2 separate regions of the Callithrix jacchus genome follow, and region 1 is linked to region 2. The links are chromatin contacts, called in public Hi-C maps. All regions are on one chromosome and are shown on one strand. Each heading gives the region's core, a stretch centred on a gene start, on an enhancer-like site or on the middle of the called end of the contact. The rest is flanking DNA. Distances are from core to core; before and after follow the strand shown. Region 1 holds the start of SH3RF3 (SH3 domain containing ring finger 3). Region 2 overlaps SH3RF3 (SH3 domain containing ring finger 3).

Region 1 (7,206 bases), core at 261-2,760, 260 kb after region 2:
TGTGCTGGCACGGCAGCACCTTGGCAGTGGTGTCCAGGCGCTCCAGGCACACGGAGCACTCCAGCAGGTCCAGCAGCGACGACTCGTCCATGTCCTCGCCCGCCCCCGCGGCCGTGGCCGCCGCCTGCCGCCGCCGCCGCTCGCCTGGCCTGTCCTCGTCGCCTTCGCTCTGCGCAGCAGCGGCGGCCGCCTTGGACGCGCACAGCCAGGACGCTCCGAGCAGCATGGGGGAGGCGCCGGCAGCGGTCTCGCGCGGCTGCCTAGGTCCTGGGGTCGGCGTGGATCCCGCCACCGGCAGCCGGCATCAGGACCCGGGAGCCGGGCTTTGCCGTGACTTTTTCACCCTGGATGGTGGCCCGAGGCTAGGGCTGTGGCGGTGCGAAGTGGCGCGCCCACCGGCCTGCGTGGCAGGGACTCGAGTTCCGCGCGCGGCAAGCCAACTCCCGGCGAGCCGAGCCCGCCCAGTCCTGAGCGCAGCGTCTGCTACACCTGTCCCGCCGCGCTCCAGCCTCGCGCCGGGGGCGGGGGATACTGCCGGGCACGAAGCTCAACCAGCTCTGTGCTGCAAGCGGCGGCTCGCGGCTGGGAGATCCGCGGCAGGAAGTGCGAGCAGCGGCCGGCCAGGTCCCCGCGGAGGCCGGGGCGCGGCGTGCGCGCTCCCCCGCGCAGCTGGCGAGCCGCACAGCCCCCGCGACACCTCCATGCGCCCCTGGCCTGCTCGCGAGTCGCTGTCCTGCCTGGGGTTCAGCAGGACCCTTCCTCTTCCTCGGCCGCGAGCACGTGCGCGGGGGTGCGCGCGGAGGTCTCAGTCACTGCAGGGCGCAGGAAAGGACGCGCCGCGCCCGCGGGACCTCCCTTCGCCTGGGCGCACGCCGGCGATTGGCCTTGTCCCCTACGACATCGTCAGGGCTCCGGGGAACCCCTCCTGCGCAGGCTTGGCCCTGCCTCCTCCAGGCGCCGGAGGCTTTTTCGGCTTTTCGTGAGCCTCGGATAGGAACGTTTCCTGTCAAGGCTGTTGCGAAGGAAAGTTTGGGCGGCGTTATCCCGACTGCCTTCCTCACCAGCGCCGGCGAGCAGCTTGGGAACACCGCCGACGCCTGGGCATCCTCCCCGACGACTCCCCAGAGCGCTCCCAGTTCAGACTCCTTTCCGAGCGGCACGCAGAAGTGACAGCCCCAGAGCTTCGTTCGGGTGTGGGTGTGAGGATGCCCCGCAAGGCAGGAAGGGAAGGCGCTCAGGTTGAAGAGGGTACCTCGGGGCCGGCGCCGACTCCTCCCGGCGGCAACCTTGGCTCTCCGGAGTCGCGAGTCAGAGGCAGGCGCCGCCGACCGCCTACCAGCACCCTGGCGCGGGGCTCCAGGCTCCGCGCCGCACCCTTGGCGGCGCAGTGTGAGGGGCTCCAGCGCCCGCTGCGGCGCAGTCTCGTGAACCCCGCTCCGATTTTTTTTTTTCCTCCGGAGGCGCAGAGAAGGGGGAATTCGCGCTCTCCTTCCCGACGCCCCGGCTTCTAGGAGCGTCAGAGCAACGGAAATACGTACAGGCGGACCGGGAGCAGCAGGGAAGTTTGGCTGTGGGCTGGGGTCGGCGGCGAATATTCCCTGCCGTGCGCTGCCCCCTCGTGGCCACTTTGCGTTCCCGCCGGGACCGGCTGGATTCCCGTCCGCGGCTCCGCACAAACCAGGACTGGCTGGACACTGCACCGCCGGTCCTGCCAGGGCTAATGTCACAAGAGACGTGGAGGGCTCGCCTACCGGCCAGCCTGTCTCTGTTTTTTGTGAAGTTGTATGATCTTTTTATTATTATTTAGGGAAAAGTAGTATTTGTTGAGGTTTAAAGGCCAAGAGCCTGCTATGTATTACTTAATCCTCTGAACAGCTCTGTGAGATAATTATTTTATTTGTATTTACTTACATAGTTTTAGACATGATCTCGTTCAGGGTGCGATCACGGCTCACTGCAACCTTGAACTCTTAGGCTCAAGCCATCATCCCACCTCAGCCTCCTGAATAGTTGGAACTAGAGTCGTGCCACCACACCTGGCTATTTTTTTTTTTTTTAATTAAATTCTTTGTAGAGACAGAGTCTCCTTATGTTGCCTAGGCTAGTCTCAAATTCCTGAGCTCAAACGATCCTCCACCCTCATCTTCACAAAGTGCTGGGAGTACAGGTGTCAGCCACCATGCCCGGCCTGTGATAATTATTTTAAACTCATTTTACAAATGAGGAAAGTGATACCCATACTTGTAAAGCCATTGGGGCTGAATTTTCATTTTTGTATCCCCAGAACTTAACACATAAAATTTACATGCCATTAGAATGTAAGCTCTCTGTAAGCTACAGATCTTTTCCACTGTAATATCCTTAGTGCCTAGGACAGTGCCTGACATATAGTAGGTGCTCAATAAATATTTGTAGAATGAATGAAAGGCTGTCTCTCTCTCTTCACCTACTAGTGATTTGAGTGCAGATCTTAGTATCTCAATTCCACATATTCTGTGCTTCTATCAGGATGCTAGTACTGGAAACGTTGTCCCTGATAGCAGCAGGTGGCTTTCCTAACCCAGATATCTCTCAGCAGTGTGGATTTCCATCTGTATGATTTATATCAGCGCTAAGAACAGGGTGAGATGGAAGCCATCCCAGAGCTGCCTGGCTTCCCTTGAGGGCTGAAGGAAGGGTGTGCACCTCACAGTGCATGGAAGCATATTCACATGAGCCACCTTTCACTCTTACCCTTGCTCAGGAACAAGGATGCTTGATCCAAGAGCAGATGGTAGACACAGGATGCAAGGGGGAGCATAAAAAGGGGACCCGTTAGGCACTGGGAGGGCTCACAAAGAGCGAGGACTGGTGCTTCTGGTTGCAAGCAACAGAAACCAACTCCTGGTAGATTTTAAAGGGAGCAGAATATACACCAAGAATAAGAGGCATCCCATAGAATCCCAGGCTAAGAGCTAGGCCAGATTAACACAGATAGTGCCCGCAGTGTGTCTTGCTGTCCATGTCTCTAGTTGTTGACTCGACCCCTCCCTCTCTTGCACCAGCTGCCTCTGCTTCCCAACCCACATGACAGAAAACGTGGTCAAAACTCCATGAGTCTTTCTTCCAACAGCATCAGCCACTTCTAGAAGTTCTAAAACTCTATCACTAGCATGGACCAGTGGTCCCTCTTTGGACCCGTGTGCCTTTGCCACAGGAGCAGGATCATCTGAAACCTGGCAGCACCCTGTGCAGTCACACAGTAGAAGTGAGAGTTTCCAGAAGACTTGCTATGCTGGGCAGTCAGAACAACAGATGCCCATGCTAGAAGCTCACCATGACATCTCGGCCCTCAACATATCTTTATCTTGCACAACCCAAGACAGACAAGAGCAAGATAGGGCCACTGAAGCCCTGCTTTCCCAGCTTTCTTCTGCCTCCACTTTACCCCTTTTGCCCCTGCCACAACCAGCACCCACAGGACACACAGACTGTCTACCCAGATGTCCACAGTGACTGGGCAGGGCATGAAATTAATGAAACAGGTTGAGGCCAAGGTAATAGGGCCTGGTGGGGACTGTAGCAAGCTTCATCTGCACCTTTCAGAGGAAGTGGCTGCTGCCCAGATCCAGTCCTGGAGGACTGACAACCAAATGTTGCCAGATCTTCGTACCTTTCAAGAGAAGTTGGAAGTGCTGCTTTTTACATGACATCTCCTGATGTTCAACAGTTGGCAACAGATTCAGTTCTCAAACACCACCATATTAGCCAAACAAAATACATGTGTGGTCAAATTGGCCCACAGACCATCAGTTTGCAATTTCTGGTTGAAGTAGCCAAGTATACTATGCTATAGCGTGAGGGAATTTAAGGGTATGAACTAAATAGTTGAAGTATTACAAATACAGTCTTAAGATATTTGGTTAAATTTGCCCATGTTCAATAAGCCAATTAATAAGTAAGTAATTGAGACAACCTGGCTTTACAGCCTTTCCTAAAAAGATCTGGGGATTTCAGTTGACCACAAGCATCGTTTGAGGCAACATGAGTCATCTATGCAGTATGGCTGACTAGAGAAGTAATGAAATCTTCAGATGCCTTCATGAAAGTTAAGGCAGGGGTCAGGGTTTGGAAAAAAATAATCTCATTGTACCTCAGACTTGTCAGACCTCATTTGTGAGATTACTTCCAATTCTGGGTACCAAAAATTAATGACAGTGTTGTAAGGGATCTGGAAGCCTGGTCCATGAGTTTCAGATGAAGGAACAGTGGGCATCTGTCCAAAAGAAAAAAGGCTCAGAGGAAACAGGACTGGATGGCTGTATGTCAGGTTTTTGGCTGCCCAAAATTTGAACTCCATTTTAGATTTGGAAGATGCTCCACGTGGTGATAGATAATTCTAACCCCCACCCCACTCTGCTAAGGTGTGGGAATGTGACTCAAGCTTAGCCAATCATAAGTTGCCCCACCCCACTACGCTCTGAGAGGTAGAGTGATGTGGGCAGAGGGAGCACCTGAAGTTCAGCTGCTGTGGGGCAGGTAGCCGGCAGCAGCAGTGCCTGCAGCTTGGTGCTCACCTGTTGGGCAGAGTGGCCTGTAGCATCTCAGAGTGGGGGCACACATTGGCCAGCCCCAGATGTGACTGCCTGCTGAGCCTGGGCTGTAGCCTCCACTGCTTTCCTGGCCTTGCTGTTGATCCTATGGATTTCTCAATTTCATTTCCTTAGTTCGGTTTTTGTTAAATCAATCAGAGTCAATCTTTGTTGTTTGCAACTGGGAACCGAAATGGATAAATGGATACATGTTATTTACAGGCAACGACGCCCCTCTATATGAGACAATCGTCACTGCACTGAACAGCAGCTGTAGCTGCAGAGCCCCGGAGGATCTCTACCAGGTGTCACATGTGGGAGTTTGAGGAAGGTTTAGTCTGGCAACCCTAAATGTGCTCATCTGGGGCAAGAAGAAATCTGATACAGAGAGACACAAGATTGGAAGTTACTGGTTAAAAACTAACACAGGATGACAACAAAGCAAATGCACTTAATGCCACTGAACTGGACACTTTAAAATGGGTAAAACAGTCAGTGTTATGTTATGTATTGTACCACAATTTTAAAAATAAAACTACAGGCCGGGCGCAGTGGCTTATGCTTGTAATCCCAGCACTTTGGGAGGCTGAAGTGGGTAGATCACTTGAAATCAGGAGTTCAAGACCAGCCTGGCCAACATGTTGAAACCCTGTCTCTACTAAAACTAAAAAAATTAGTCCAAGCACGGTGGCTCAAACCTGTAATCCCAGCACTTTGGGAGGCCGAGGCGGGTGGATCACCTGAGGTCAGGTGTTCGAGACCAGCCTGACTAACATGGTGAAACCCCATCTCTACTAAAATACAAAAATTTGCTGGGCATGGTGGCCTCAGCTACTTGGGAGGCTGAGGCAGAAGAATCGCTTGAACCTAGGAGGTGGAGGTTACAATGAGCTGAGATTGTGCCATTGTGCTTCAGCCTGGGCAACAAGAGCAAAACTCCGTCTCAAAAAAATAATAATAATAACTGGACATGGTGGCACATGCCTGTAATTTCAGCTACTCAGGAGACTGAAGCATAGAATCACTTAGACCCAGGAGGTGGAGACTGCAGTGAGCTGAGATTGCGACACTGCACTCCAGCCTGGGCAACAGAGCTAGACTGTCTCAAATAAATAAATCTGAAAAGTAAAATAACGGGAGTGGAGAGTCCAGTTCTAGAACCTTGGTTTCAGTTCTATCCATAGGAGTTCATTCAAGGACCTATAAATTGAGCACCAGCAAGGTCCTAGCCTTTCCCTTGAAACACTGGCATTCTAGAAAAGCTGTCCAAAACAAGCACAGCCGTGAGAACCAGCAGCTGGCCACAGTGTCACCATGCTCTCCATCCTGGTGAACACGTTCATCCTCCATCCAGCCCTGTGAGGCAAGTATCAATGTGGTACCTCCATTTCACAGGTGAGGAAATCGAGGCAGAGAGAGGATATGTAACCAGCCCAATGTCACATTGCTACCGAGTAGAATAGTCAGGACTTGCATCCAAAGTGGGGGGGCTTGAGTCTCTATTTTACATCCACCCCATCCTGGAGCACATGAATAAGACCTGAGCTAAAAATACAGACTTGAAATCATCCACATATAGGCAGTGGGAAGACCCAGGGGAGCAAATGCTTTCATCCATGGAGAAGACAGAAAGGCATGCATGGGACAGAGCCCTAGGGAGCACCGTTCTTAAAGGGAAAGAAGGAAGAAAAAGCTACAGTGAGGAAGGCTGAGGTGGGATGACACAGGGCTTGGGAAAGAACAAAAGAGGGTGGGGAGAGCTCAAGGCACCTGTCTAGTTAGCACCCAGAGGGAGACAGACATGAGGATGTCACTAACTCTGAGCCACGACTGATGCCTGCATCCTGAGGATGGTCACACGTATTCACCACTCTTCTCTGATGCCTCCTCCTCCCTGCAGTCTTCCATGATCTGCCAGCTGTGTGACAACAGCCACATCTGTGGGCTACATAGTCCACCAGGCACAAGTTCAAGCCCATTTCTCCTGTTACTAGAGTGCAAATTACCAAGGCTGCCTAAGACACAACTTAAAATGAAAGGAATTGAACACCACGGTGCTAAATTACCTTGTTATTATTTGTTTTTTGGTTTTGTCTTTGGATTTCTTCGGTGTATGTGAAGGAAACAGGGTCACCCTCTGTCAGCCAGATTGGAGTGCAGTAGCACAATCATGGTTCACTGTAGCCTGGACTCAAGAAGTTCACTGGAACTTCTGGACTCAAGAGATCCTCCCACCTTAGCAGCTGGGACCACAGGCACATGCCACCATGCCCGGCTAATTTTTTAAATTTTTGTAGTGACTAGGTCTCTCTATGTTCCCCAGGCTGGTCTCAAACTCCTGCGTTCAAGTGTCCTCCCACCTTGGCCTCCCAAAATGCTAGGATTACAGGCATGAGCCACTGCACCCAGCCTAAATTACTGTGTTGATGGGGGCTTGCATAAGACAAAACCCATACAGTAGAGGTTGTCAAGTCACACTTGAATGCTCTTATCCCTGCTACCCAATACCTCTGGGCTTGTGCTCACATGCACAGGCTCCAAACACCAGGGGCAGTCCTCAGCAATGGCAGATGACAGCTCTCCTGCCCCTCGGGAGGGATGGCTTTACACTGTCCCCTAGCAGGGTTAAGCTTCA
Region 2 (7,174 bases), core at 3,410-5,909:
CCACATTCCCATTCACAAACTGGCAACGTGCTCAAATCGGTCAGACTGCAGGAAAAACACAGCAGAGGCTGGTGGGCAGCATAGGTTTTATTGAAAAGCTTTCTGGGCAGCTCAAAAACCCCAGGAGCCATGACGGAGGGTGGACGCTCATAGAGAGGAGAGAATTTTCCGAGGGCCACTACCTTGTCACCCCAATCTTTCAACTGCTGGCCATTTCTGGGGAGCAAGGTGCAGCCCTGCAGACAGTGAGGGACCAGAGGCAAGAGGGGAAGGAAGCCCCGCATCAGAGGATGTGGGCTGGCCCTGCAGGCTCCACAACAGCAGGTTCCCAGCCTGCCTTGAGCACTGTGGGTCTTCGGAGATTTTGAGGCGTGTGACCGGAATGCACTTTCTAATGTTTGGTGACCAGCTGTGGCAGGGGAGTCTGCTCTGGTCAGCATGAACCATGGAAGCTCTTTTCAGTAACTGCCTCCACTCAGGTTGTCAAGCCCCAGAAGCTGGCCTGAGTGTGTCCCAGGAGGTGTCAATAATCTGTCATCTTGAGTGATTCAGCGAGGTCTCAGGACACGACTCTTTCCCACATCTCCCGCCTGTTCTACAAAATAGCAGCTATTTTTTGCAGGGAAGAATTTGACGAAAGTCTGATCCTGGGTGGTGCTTATCAGGAAAGGTGGCATGAAGGTTCAAATCCATGAGCAACCAGGGAATAAACCCTCCTGGCCGGCTAAGCCACATCCTTCTTCTCAGGGCTGTAGCATTGCCTGGAGGGGCTGGGAGGGGTAGCCTGGGCACACCCACTGGAGCAAGGTCTGTGAATTACGCAGTCTGGGGATGTACCAGCTGTGAGAAGAGGCTCCCTGGGCTGTTGTGGGGTCTGGCGGGGAAGAGGTTAGGTCAATTCACCATCTGTGAGTGACAGTGTCCCCTGACCCTATACCTGGAGGAAGTTTCCCACTCAGGTGCCCAGTGGAGCCCCTTCCTTCTTAGGCTGTACTTGGCTTAGCCTATATGCATATCTATAGGGGGAACTGGCAGTGATTTGAAAGAATAAAGCAGAGGGAACTCTTTACTGTGTACATAGAGATGGCTAGGAAGAAAATATGATGCCAGAATCAGCATGGGAGGATTGCTACAAGCTAGGTTAAGCAAATGCCATCAGGCTGGGTAAATGCCTGTGAGCTTCCACTCTTTCTCCCTCCCCTTTTCAGAAGTAGCAGAAGAAACTGAGTAAATGCCAGCTGCCCTCTGGGCAGACCTCCCTGGAGAAGCACAGAGTTCAGGGCAGGAGGAAGTGGGAGCCATCTCTGAGTTTTCTCACCAAGCAGAAACTGAGCAAGGTGGGGTGGCTGCGTGCAGAGCTGGCACATTCTGTCTGCCAGGGTACTGTTTTGGGTTTGGGGCCCACAAAGTCTCTGCAAAGCACGACTGGGTGCTGTAGGGCACCACAGTGGCACCTAGGCCAGGGGCAGAAGGTCCTTCCAGAAACTGCAGGCAGGCCACTGGGGGGCAGTTCGAAGCCTTCACAGGAAAAACGGAACTCAGCAGTGGTTGGTAAGGACTTACAGGATTCAGAAGGGAAGAGGAGAGAGGCAGTGAGTCAGTGAAATCCACAAAAGTGGGAAGACCACAGCAGGCAAGTGAAGGTCCATATGAGTCACTGTGGAAGTGCGGGCTATGGCGGGGGAGGGGGCAGAGCCTCAGCCACGGTGTACACTTGGCATATAAGATACAGGCTAAGCCCTTGCACGAGAGGCCAGCAGGTGCCAGGAAGGGCTCATCCCCCACACCCACCAGGAGTCGAGTCTGACACAGCCTAGTCTAGGAGATTCCCTTGAATGCTGTGAATGGGTGAAGGGAAACACCAGGTCTCACTCAGCTACAGAGCTAGCATTTACAGCTGGTAGCGCCTTGATGAGTTAAAAAAACAAAACCAAAAAACCCAGAAGCCCTGCTGAGTTTAAGTGGCATTAGAAAGGGTTGCTTCATCACAGGGCTGCTCTGGGCAGAACAAGCAGATCGCAAGAGTAGGGTGGCTGCAGGTTCCAGCTGCCTTCAGCAGCCTTCAACTCCGCCCAGGCCCATGGCTGTCAGCATTTCCACTATAAATACCTGCCTTTTAGAGGGAGGTTATGAAAAACCTCACTCTGGGCTCCAACATGTGTGATCTAAATCCAGGATCATTTCCTTTGAAATGCTTCCTCCAACCAGGCTCAGCTGTTTTGCTCTATTTTATGGCTGTATTCACTTGTTTCCTCCTAAGTGCTACTCAGAGAACAAACCAGGGCCTATTCCCTCCCACAGCCCTCCATCGGGCTCTCCAAATACCTGGGGACCGACTTCCTGGACCCCAGTGTTCTCTGCCTGCTTCACAGGGTCTAGAGAAAGAGCAGCAGCACACAGTGAGCACGGTCCTCCATCCATCTCACCCACTGGCATCGGAGCACTTTCTAAACACACCTGCCATGCACCTGCACTTGGGACATCATTACACAGCAATCATGGCACAAATAATGCTGGAGGCTGGGCTCAAATGATTCCCTTCTCCCCAAAGGAACAGACCTGGAGTGTTTCACTTAGTCTCCCTGGGACTCTGTTGAGTTGGTACTGAAAACTCCATTTTCAAAATCAGGAAATCCAAGCACCAACAGGTTGTTGTATGCACGTCCAGAAGAGATGGGGCCCTGATCTAAATGTCAGCGTGGATTTCCAGGCTCCCTATTTCCATCAGGGGCCATGCAGCCAGGAGCATGGTGCCTGGCCCCTCAGCAGTGCCACGGGTCACTGAGCACTGTGCAGCCACCAGCACATGTCCCTGAGAGGCTGCTCACAACTGACTTCACTGCACCCCTTTCACGGTGGAGAGTGAGGGTGGAAAGGCAGCATGCGTCCCTCATGCCTTAGCAACCCCAGCCCAAGGCAGGTGCTGAAAGTGAAGGCAAAAAGCTTCCACCAAGACAGGCAGCTTCAAGAGACAGCGGGAGAAGTAAGAGCTCCTGCCTCTAAGACGAAAGTCCTCAATGCTTCATCCAAAGCTTCCATGTCCCCAGCATCCCTGCCCCAGCCAGGCAGGAAGGCAAGCCGCTGCTGAGGGGCCTCCTGGGAAGAGGAGCAGTTAGGCTGTATCCTGTTGACTCGTCTCTGCTTCTGCGCCAAGGGGCTTTGCCTTGTGCAGTCTTCATTCCGAAAGTCCAAAGTGGACTATCCCAGAGGACTATCCCTCAATACGCAGATGCATCTCTACACACCTGAGACTGAGGGGTCATTTTCCACCCACCGCTGGGGACTGGGCTTGCCAGACTCACACAGGAGTGCAAGTAGTGCACACTTCGGCCCACAGAGTCTGAGGTACTGTTACAGATCTGTGACTTGATCCTGGGGCAAAACTCACCATCTGGGGAAATTGTCATTGTCTTCCCATCAAGCTCCAATTAGTCACATCACAAAGCGGGGCCTGGATCTGGCACTGGTGCCATCCCAATCAGAAGGCCCCTCACTGGCTGCACACATCCTTGTGGGCCCATGTTCGGTGCAGACTCATCTCACGCACAGGCTTCCATGCTGCAGAGAAACCAGATGGCTCTGGCCTCCCATGTGGATTCAGCCTGAGGATGCACCCCCTCCTATCGAGGTGCCATCTAGAAAGAAAAGGACTCCACTGGCTCCATTGGCGTGTGGGGTCACCTTGTTTGTTTATCAGGTGGATGTTCCCCTCCTATTTGGATGTGCACACACATAACCAATGCACTCAATAATTAAACTTTTCCCATTTTTTTTAATGCAAAGAGAACACATTTTCAACTTCCACACAAAATGAAAACAAAATGATAGCATCAATATTTTAAATGTCTTGGTGACTTTATTCATCATGAGGACTGCTCCTGGTACCTGGGGAGGTGTGTGCCCATCCCAGGGTCTGCCCTGTTCTGGGGCCCCTCTGCAGGGGCCACCCCCTAGCCTGATGCTCCTGGGAACATGGAACTGGATGGGGTGGGGAATTACCTCAAGCGGGCAGTGCAGTCTTGTCCATGGGACAATAAACGTTGGGCCAGGGCTCACCACCCAACAGGGGACCTTGCTCACCACTCTATGGCCTCTGTGACCTCGAGTGGCTGCCTCCTGGCTCAGTAAAGCCCCTCCCAATGCTTTGTCTCCCCAGCTTTCTTAGGCTAGATGTGATTTTCTTCCACAACCTCTTTCCAACCACAGAATTGTCTAGAAAGGTAAGAAGAACTGAAGAGTTTCTTCCATCCATCCTTTAAACAGTTCTATGTATGGGCTCTTGGTTTAGAGCACACCATAGCCTTGTGGCTGCGTCCAAGGGTGGGGCTGGGTTGAATAGAGAAGGCTGTCTCCCCACAGTTCCTGGAGCCACGAGTCTCCTGTCTCTGCTGGGGAAGTGGGACCAGCCCGGGGGTTTCAGTGCTGGGTCCAGGATGGTGCCAGAGTACAGTTACCCCAAATCCCTGGGTCTGATTGATGCGACTTTAAACTGAATGTCAGGAGGATTTTTTTTTTTAAGGATTGGCAAGCCAGTCACGAGAGAGGACAGCAGCTGTAACACGAAAGGAAGAGCAGTGGTGTGGGAGGTTCCCAGCTTCACAAGAAAAACAGCACAAAGGAGCTGTGCCCCTTGGGTCCCGGCCCTGACCCAGAGTGGAGATAGAGCAACCTCAGTACCAAGCCATGAGCTTTGGGAGTGTGATCTGAAGGAGGGAATGGGTCCCTAAATCCATATTTTGGTGGAAATCCAGGAAGCTGAAGGAGCAAGCAGGAGGGCAAGCACTCACAGTTTAACAAGAAGGCGACCCATGACTTCACAGAAGCACCATTCAGAAAACAAAAATGGACTGAGGACCTACCATGTCCTGGGCTCTGTAAAAAACTTGCTATCAAAGAGTTTCTATTTCAGTCTGTACTGAACGACCTAGGGCTCCTTCACAGAGGCCAACTCCGGCTCAACAGGTATGGACTGGTGCCAAGTTTCTGCATTTCTGCCAGCTCCCGAGAGAAGACGCTGCTGCTCTTGGCAGACCCCACTGTGGTAGCAAGCTCTGGAACACTACTTGCAAGCTCAGCTTCCCAACAGCAGCACCTCCCTGGGAACCCTCCAAGGACCAGACTCGCGTGTTCCAGAGACTCCTGTGGGGCATCTGCCTTCCTCTGCAGCTTCCACCCTCGTTGCTGAGTGTGGCAGAGGCCACCACAGCTGGCCGTTGGCCTGTTACTCCTTAGAGCTTCACAAACTCAGGAGCAGATGAAGAAAGGCCAGAAGCTTTCACTGGGAGACATCTTGGGAGCTTCCCCTCGCTGAGATGGGCAGGCAAGATGGCTGGGCTGGGCTTCGATCAGCACTTGCCGGATGTAAAACATGTCATTCTTTAGGAGACTAAGCATGGAGAGGGAAGGATTCTTTTTACCACTGATTCGCCCTCCTCATAGGCACCCCTCATTCTGAAGGGTTGTTTGTGGAACATTCCCAGAGCCTTTAAGGAGAAAGGCTCCCCAAACTGGGGACTTTTGGTCAGTGACTAAGCCAGTAAGAAGGAAGGGATCTGGTGACCACCCCTGGCCTGGCACGCCCAACTTTATCTTCATCCCCACACATGCCCATCTGACCCTCATATCAACTATCTGAGGTGACGGCAATGTGGCCATTTTACAGATGAGGAAACTGAGGCTCAGAGAGGTTAAGTGACTCGTTCCAAGTCACACAGTGAACGAGCAGCACCATGGCCGCTGCTCACCCCTCTTCTGAGATGTCTCATTGAATTCTGCTGCCATCACCTAGTCTCTGTGGAACATGGGAAGGCCCTTCCCCTCTTGCTATATCTTGAGGTAAAATAATGAATACATTCACTGAGGTATACCTATGCCCATGACTACTGGAATGGGTTGGGGTCATTTTAGAGATTTTTAAAGACCACATGTGGGTCTTTAAAAATCAGGCATTTTTGGGCTGGGTTCAGTGGTTCATGTTTGTGGTTCATTTCAGCACTTTGGGAGGCCAAGGCGGATAGGTTGCTTGAGACCAGGAGTTCAAGACCAGCCTGGGCAACTAATGAGACCCTGTCTCTATAAAATATAAACACAAATTAGCTGGGCGTGGTGGTGTGCACCTGCAGTCCTGGCTACTCAGGAGGTTGAGTTGGGAGGATCACTTGAGCCTGAGAGGTCATGCCACTATACTTCAGCATGGGTGACAGAGCAAGACCCTGTTTCAATTTTTTTAAAACTCAGACCTTTTTTTGGGAGGTTAAAGATGACATGAAAAGTAGGTCAGGCAAATTCTCACACAGGACAAACGCCAGCCTCAGTTACAAAGGGTGGGAGGTTGATCTGTTTCCTTCCCTTTATTCACAGATTTAGTGGGCTCAGAGGCTGGTGGACAATGCCAAACTCTATGTACTGGGGACACCAAACCCCAGGCATCTGTAAAACGCTGGTGCCACCACTGTGGACTCATGCTCCCTGCCTGGCCACAAGCCACGACCATGCACCTGCTATGGGAGAGGCTTCTACCCTGGAGGAGATCCCTCCTTGGAATTACAGTTCGACAGAGGCTAAGCAACACCAGAGCACTGCAGGAGTGCTGGAGACCTATGTGAGGCTGCCGGTCCCACCGGAGTGTGGCCCCAAGCCCGTGGGTGACCTGCATGCCTCTAGCACATGGCAGATGCCTTTCTCATCCTGTCCTCTTGGTGTTTGCATTCTACCCTGGTCCCTGTCCTGTGACGGATGAAGCACACAAGCCAGGCTGCTGTCAGGCTGCCCAAAAGGCCAGCAAGCTGAGGTGACTATTAAGATAACAAGTTCAAAACACAGGTGCAGACCTGCACTGCACAAATGGCTGCCTAATTTTGCATGTAAAGCCTGAGTACAGGCAAGGCTTTTGGAAGAGTTGATTTCTAAAAATCTGAGGAGGGAGTTGGAGCGAATGGTTTTCATTTTAGCCCACTCTTATCATGGAATGGACAAAGTCCTGTCCCTGTCAGGTGCAGGGTGGTCCCAGAAGAGGCAGGTGGCACGCATCCCCCTTGTCTACCTCTGGGGGCCAGCTGTCACGCAGCCCACAGTGGCATTCATGCTGAGACCTTCCAGAGAGTTTGGGGGCCACCCTCTGCCAGTGCCCTATGATGCGGCAGGTAAATCTGCACACCCTGGGCCAGACTCACCT

The links. A called contact is a pair of places that touch in the nucleus more often than the background predicts.
Region 1: a contact with region 2 is called in a Hi-C map of skeletal muscle, with 9 times the contacts expected there. The contact joins the promoter of SH3RF3 here to the enhancer-like site in region 2. A contact is called at or near these places in 2 of 3 Hi-C or Micro-C datasets (both in skeletal muscle).

Annotation. Positions count from the first base shown.
Region 1 is chr14:19,991,896-19,999,101 of calJac240_pri, forward strand. It overlaps SH3RF3 (SH3 domain containing ring finger 3), which reads right to left and starts at 1,511. Exons shown (of 9, transcript XM_054244686.2): 1 at 1-1,511. The coding sequence starts at 226. It also overlaps the pseudogene LOC144579235.
Region 2 is chr14:19,731,567-19,738,740 of calJac240_pri, forward strand. All of the region lies in intron 3 of SH3RF3 (SH3 domain containing ring finger 3), which reads right to left. Among named protein-coding and RNA genes, the nearest start is that of SH3RF3, 260 kb to the right of the region's middle. Within about 2 kb of position 4,660, at least 2 of the 16 cell types and tissues checked have an H3K27ac peak or open chromatin away from gene starts, as enhancers often do. A contact at or near this core is called in skeletal muscle, where this site is marked.